2 separate regions of the Anas platyrhynchos genome follow, and region 1 is linked to region 2. Evidence: chromatin contacts called from public Hi-C data. All regions are on one chromosome and are shown on one strand. Each heading gives the region's core, a stretch centred on a gene start, on an enhancer-like site or on the middle of the called end of the contact. The rest is flanking DNA. Distances are from core to core; before and after follow the strand shown.

Region 1 (3,286 bases), core at 204-2,703, 43 kb before region 2:
CAGTGGAACCAAAGAATCCTCAAGAAAATCAGTAGTGAGGAGAGTACTGGATTTTGCACTCACAATTTTGCAGGGTTTGTCATTCTTTACAAAACAGAGAAATAAATGAAATTCTCCCTCTAAGTTATCTAGTGTTCGAGTGAAGGCAAGTCAGATTTCTTAACCAATGAATACTTGAAAGGCAGAGGAAAAAAAAATAAGAGACACATTCCTGGAGCAGAAACACGGACACAATATACTTCTGTTTAGCTAAATGAAGTTTTTAGAAGTACGCTGCCAGTCTGCATTATTATTCATATGAAGATCCTTTTAGTCCAATCTGACTGATGTGGGAATTGCCATGCTGTAAAGACAAAGATACGTTAGTGTCTGCACAGTAAAAACAGCTCAGGCCCAGTGAATTTGTTTCTAGAATCCCCTTGTTAATTTCCCACTATCTAAAAAAGGGTCTCAAATACAATCACCAGTCTCCTAAGAGGAAAAATCCACCCTGGGAAGTCTGTTTTTCATTTGTTTTTAAGCAACAACCAGTGCATGTCTTTGAGAGTGTCCCAAGAGGTAAACTTGGGCTTCTCGTCCCCAAATGGAAGGACAGAATTAGCTGCTTCGGCAGGCATTTTCCACTCCTTTCCTTAGATTCATTGTGAGCTCTCCAGGGAGAAGACTACAGAAGTAGATGAGGAAATCATGTGTATAAGGATGTGATGGGGGCAGGGGGATGGAAATGTCAGGGTATGAACTGCATTCCCCTCATCCCGTGATGACCACTGGCTGGATCTTGCAGCAGCATCCACAGGCTTGTAGCTGCTGTCAGATCCAGGAATAGCCCAGGAATAACTTTGTCTGTGCAGCAACTGAGTCCAGGCAGAGATATAAAATAGAGCGCCATCAGAACAGCACCAGTAAGCAAGGAGCACCAGCTTCATGGGGTCTGGATTATAACTCAAGGACAGCTTCAAGTCCTTCAGATCTGACCCCAAACTGAGAGAACACCAGAGAAGCCCAGGAATTTTGCATATACCTGGAGAGTACAGGTCCAGGCCACTGGCACAGTCTTCAGGGAACAGTTGTAGCTGTGATAACATTTTAACGAGCTGTAGAAGTTCAGCCACAGATGCAGAGATGAAGCATTCATAGCATGCATTCTAATAATTTCTGTTTATACAGCTTAAAAAAAAAAAAAAAAAAAAAAAAGTAACTCGAACTAATTCCTTTTTATGTGGGAATCTGCTCTGGTTTAACTCAAAGGTCATTTTTAAGTCTGTGTGCATTTACAGTGCTAGACAAATATTTGTCAAATATACAGGCTGCTGGTCGCATTTGAAAGATAAAGGTTATGGGGGAGGAGGGGAGAGAAAAAAAAAAAAAAACTCAGCCAGTGCAGAACACAGAACTGAATGAACCTCAAGGAAAAGCACCCATCTGTCAGAGCATGACACATTCCTGCTAGCAGAGACTGCCACCTTTTGGGGAACAGCTTGAGAGACAGAGCAGAAAAGAGGATGATTCATTTCCAGTTTTGGTTCCTTATTTGCCTGAATGTCAGCAGAGTCAAATAGTTTTAATTTCTCAGCTAACTTCCAGCAGAGGAAAAAAGAACATTTCCAAGAGGATCCCTGAACACCACTAGTTTCTTTTTCTGTAGCTCTTAAAAAGAAGCATTTTTACAGTCTGTTCATCTCAGCTACTGCTACTGTTTTTGAATCTCTTAGCCACTTTCAATCAAACTGGACACAGGGGAAATATCTCAGATAAAATTCCAGCTTTCTTCCTAAGAAACAGAAGTGAGAAGATGAGCTACACTCAAATTCACACCTCATTAAGGGAAAGTGGAGGAGGAACGTATTACGTATCTTGGTTGGTAGCAGCCAGTCAAGCAGTATGGATGTGGTTTTCTACTAATCACTGCAAATATACTTTCTTATCCCAGACCCAGCACTGAGTTTAGGCACACAAGAAAGGAACAAATTGGGGCCGTTGTTGTAGGTAAGCAAGGAGGGAAATAGATCACAAGTCAATAGGACTCAAGTGTCATTGTCAGCACTACTCTTTTGGCAGCTTGCCTTGCCAATACACAGGGACAGAAGCTACAATAAGGGGAGACATCCATGTACTCTTCACTCTTTGGAAGTGCTTTGTATGGATGTTTTTATATCATCTACAAAATATGATTTAAAAAACAAACAAACAAACAAAAAAAAAAAAAAAAAAAAAAAAAAAAAAAAAACAGATACTGGCTTAGGATTCTTGGATGTATTACTTCCAGTCTGATATCAAAATAGGTCATCAGATTCCAAAAAGAAAAGTTTGAGTAACGCATACAGCCAACGCTCAACCATATTATTCAGCACAAGAGACTGTGCAGGAAGCCAGATGCCAGTCAGTAGTTCCAAGAACTTACATTTGCATGTCTGCTGCCTGCTTTGACTGGTGAATGCTATCTCACAACGCAATGTGTAGCTGCACCCCTCTGTGACACCCCCCTCTTGACCCACCTCTTTTGTTATTGTTTCTATAAGAAACACAGTCTTCAAAACCGTCATTGGTTCTTTCCCATTTACTTTCTCAGATGAGGAACCCTGTAGTTTCAGAGAACAATAGAAACCTCCTGTACAGTCACCTTGGTTAATGACACCAAGCCGTGCATTTCACATGAGCCTGCCCATCACTGTCTGACTAAACCACCCTACAAGCCCGTAAGATGCTATCTTCTAACACCATAAAGGGAGACTGATGATATTGTCCTTCAGAAGGTCAAACTGCCTCAAGTTGCTCCAGCAGAGGCTTAGATTAGATATGAAGAATTTATTCATGGAAAGGGTGGTTAGACATCGAAACAGGCTGCACAGGGAAGTGCTGAAATCCCTGTCCCTATAGGTGTTTGAGACACATGGACATGGTGCTTAGGGACATCCTTAAATGGTAGACTTAGCAGTGTTAGGTTGATGGTTGGGCTTGATGATCTTAAGGGTCTCTTCCAACCTAGATGATTCGATTCTATGATTCTAAGTTCAAAAGTCCCTACATTTTGCCCTTATATTACAAAATTTAATATGGAAAAAAAAAAAAAAAAAAACAAAAAAAAAAAACAACAAAACAAAACACCATAACTGTGATTCAATCCATCTTAGCAACTTATCCCAGCAAGTCTTCACTGAGCAGCTGTTACCTACTAAGCTGCTACCTCCTCGTTCTCTTCCTCTCTTTCCTCGTCCCCACCTGCATTTATGCAAAACTTGATGTAGAGGAACAGTGGAGACTGAGATGTTAATAATCCTGAAGAGAC
Region 2 (3,504 bases), core at 809-3,308:
TTTGATTTTACAATAAAATCACCTTCCTCTCCCATAGGGTCTGGCATTGAGGCGCTACACTGTCAATAGAGGGTCGCAAAATTTCTAGACTATTTCTGAAAATTTGGATCACGTGGCTTTATGGTTTTAAATGAGCTCCTTGTTTAAACTTTTGTGTGCATGTTTGTCTGAGTTCACAAAGTGATTTCTATTTCAATAGTTCTGAAGAGAAAGTGAGATCATTAATTGCATTTACAGTTACTGGTTTAGAGAACTCTTAAGCAATCCCCAGGGTGATGCCAAGTACTGTAGCTGTCCAATAAGGTAATAAGAATGAACCCAATTCAAGTTGTTAACCCTCTGTGGTTTTATTAAAGCTGAGAATGAGCCATGGCTACCAAAACGCTACAAAATACCATTTGCTGAGATAATTGAGAGGGGTGCTCTGTGCATCCCTGTGGCTTAAAGTGATGACAGAAACTCTCTTACTCAAACACAGATCATCGACATTGGTATTTCATTGTGGGCACTGGAGTGAGTGTTGAAGGTAGTGCCCACCAAGTGAACATTTTGATTTTTTTTTAGTACTGCATAAGAAATGCATATGTTAACAGAAACCAAAGAGCCTGGTCTCACTCTTGGGTAAACATATATGTGTGTGTGTATATACGTATATACATACCTTGTCTTCTTAATCTGTCATAAAATATGGTTGGCTACTACATTACAGTCTTCTGGCATTGCAATGGGGTTTAAAAAGAGAACTGACATAAATCACCTCAACCTTTCTAGGTACCTCTTGTTGTATCTGCTTGATGTCAGCTTTGTTGCAGTGGGTATTACACTGGCTTCAGAACTACAGCACATCGCAACCTCAGCTTGGCTTTTGCTTATTCCACTAGCTCCTTCAGTTGGCTGTAGACAAGCCATCTACACCAAAGTTTCAAAATCACCCACCTAACACTAGTATCACACAGTCAGTGATACTCTGCGACCTCTTTATGACCTTTAATCCAAAGTGACAAGCTCAAATTCAGCTTTGCCTAAGCAGAGCTCTGATGTTGGCAGAGAGCTCACTTCTGTGCTGCAGGGGGGCTCAGTCGCGTTATTCAAACGCACGCTCTTGTATCAGAGTGTGTGTGTAAGAGAGAACATGTATCACAATAAAGGTCAGAAAATCTAAAAGTAGCTGTCCCCATTAAAGTAATTATTTTCCTGACACTCTTTTATAAGTTGCCCCTGTTAAAGGCACCCCTATTTGGGTGCCAACATACAGACAGGCCTTCCAGGAGTAACATACACCCTTCAGCAGCTTGGGGACTAATCTGCACCTCGGTTGCTGCCCAGGATCACAGCTCGTGCAGCAGCCCAGGCTGACTCAGCACCTCTTGTTGCTTACACACAGCAAACCCATACCCAGCATGGAGTCTGAAACTGGGAGTTTTTTTCTGCAGTTGCATCAAAGCAGCAAACAATAACGAAGACCGGCTGCAGCATAAGAAAGCTAACAGACAGGGCTCTGAGGCTTCACTCCTTAAAATGCCACAAACTCCTTCCAAAAACCCTAATCAAATAATTTAAGTTGTGTCCAGATCTGTTCATTTATACAACAGATCCTGATTCAAAGCTCATTTATCTCAAAACAGTAAAGTATCAGTATGTCCTGGATTCACTACACATTTCTAAATGAAAGATAATGTCACTTTAACCAAATACTTTGTGCATGTGTGTGAGAGAGTTTTATATGGGCTAAAAAATGTGAGCTCTTGTATGCAAAATGTCATAGAATCACAGAATGGTTTGGGTTGGAAAGCACCTTAAGGATCACCTAATTCCACCCCCCTGCTGTGTGCAGGGACACCTCCCACCAGCCCAGGATGCCCAAAGCCCCATTCAGCCTCACCCTGAACACCTCCAGGGATGGGGCACCCCCAGCTCCAGCACACAGAGGAGATGGGGAGCACAGCAGGTATGCACTGAGCCTTGGATAGTCTCTGCTTCAGACCTTAAGAAGCAGAGCACAAACTAGGCTGGCCCTGCGGATGCTCTGGCTCACAGTAAGAGTTGTTGCGGCCCCTGCAGGACTCCAGGGTATGAATCCAAACTTCACACATACTTTTTTTTCCCTGCCTGCAGTCGTTCCCCTCCTGCCTGAAGTGCAGGAACAAAGTAGCTGAGCATCAGATCCATTATATCCTTCTTCAGCACTAGGCTATGGAAGCCCAATTTCTTTATTTTTTCCATCTTACAAATATACAAATCGAAACGGTCCTGCTGGCTGTTGAGGATTTTGTTGCACATCACAGCCACTAGTTATGTGATTCCACTTTCGTTTCAAGCTTTGAGCTCTCATACCTACTAAAACTCCAGAGCAAAACACGGAGCCCAGAAGACAGATGACAATTTGAAGATCTTTAAGGCTCTTACTTGCTTGGAAATAAAAATAAAAAATCAATATGAGTTTTAAGCCAGTCATCATTTTGAAATCTCAGTCATCTGAGTCATGGTTTCTGAATAGTTGGATTTAGCAAGGGTGAGGGAACTATTATTTTTGTAGCACTGAAGATGTTGTGGTCCAGGACACAGTTTGGCTGCATGTACTGCTCTTCAGGAAGTATCCCGTGTCAGGGAGAGGAAGAAGAAACACAGAAACAAGCAGAGTGCAGTGGTGCCTGCCCTTTTCTAACTGTATTTTGTGGAATGTGCTATAAGAATAGCAGGGAGGCACTAAGCCTGAGGTCCTATCTTTTTGTGTGAGTTTGTCACTCTATTTTTTTTTTTCTTTCATTTTAATGCATATTCTTTATAATTCAGTTTGTGCTTTGCTCCCTTCTTCTGTCCTACTGCTCCTGAAGCGCTGCAGAGCCTCAGGACCATACCAGAGAGATCATTTCTGTATGAAATCAAGTGGTTCAATAAATCTGGAGTCATAGCTGACCAAAAATAGCCCGTTTCCTTTCTGTGGGTACATTCACAGACTGCACTCTCAGCACATAACTTCTAAAATTTCTGTTCCTTACCTCAGCTTGCTCAAACTTCAGGGTAAGAGGACATCACTTGATTATCACAGACGTGCTCATTGCACTGTGGTTTTTGATAAAGACCAAACTGGAGAAATTCCATAAATGCTGCCAAACAGACTGCTGCTACCGAAGGCATACATTGTGGTTAAAGCCACTGTTTTCTTGCTATATTTCTGTGTTATACTTTTAAGCACAGGTTTTGTTCTTTTCTTCTTAATAACTGCTCAATCAGAAGGTCTGAATCAGAAGACTGGATTGTCTGTGAGAATTTCAGCAGATGCTAAGGAGACAAATGGTCAAACACTGCAGTGAAAATGTAAGCAGGGGGAGTGAGCGCACCACCTGCTTTCAAAATTTTTGCTAGGCAACTGGATCAGATAATTAGTTAATAACAAGCAGATGCAGATCTCATGATAATCAAAAATCCCTGAGAACAAGAAGCACAGTTTTAGAAACCAGAGGCTTCCCAGTGTTACTGCTTTCCACCTCACCTATAAATATT

Evidence for each region. Hi-C and Micro-C count contacts between places; a contact is called where the count stands out from the background.
Region 1: a Hi-C map of subcutaneous adipose tissue shows a contact between it and region 2, with 2.1 times the contacts expected there. The contact joins two enhancer-like sites. A contact is called at or near these places in 2 of 8 Hi-C or Micro-C datasets (skeletal muscle and subcutaneous adipose tissue).

Annotation. Positions count from the first base shown.
Region 1 is chr3:39,264,173-39,267,458 of IASCAAS_PekinDuck_T2T, reverse strand. All of the region lies in intron 3 of LOC110352700 (a long non-coding RNA gene), which reads right to left. Among named protein-coding and RNA genes, the nearest start is that of TMEM247, 20 kb to the right of the region's middle. Within about 2 kb of position 1,453, at least 1 of the 8 cell types and tissues checked has an H3K27ac peak or open chromatin away from gene starts, as enhancers often do. A contact at or near this core is called in subcutaneous adipose tissue, where this site is marked.
Region 2 is chr3:39,221,950-39,225,453 of IASCAAS_PekinDuck_T2T, reverse strand. No RefSeq gene overlaps it. Among named protein-coding and RNA genes, the nearest start is that of RHOQ, 20 kb to the right of the region's middle. Within about 2 kb of position 2,058, at least 1 of the 8 cell types and tissues checked has an H3K27ac peak or open chromatin away from gene starts, as enhancers often do. A contact at or near this core is called in subcutaneous adipose tissue, where this site is marked.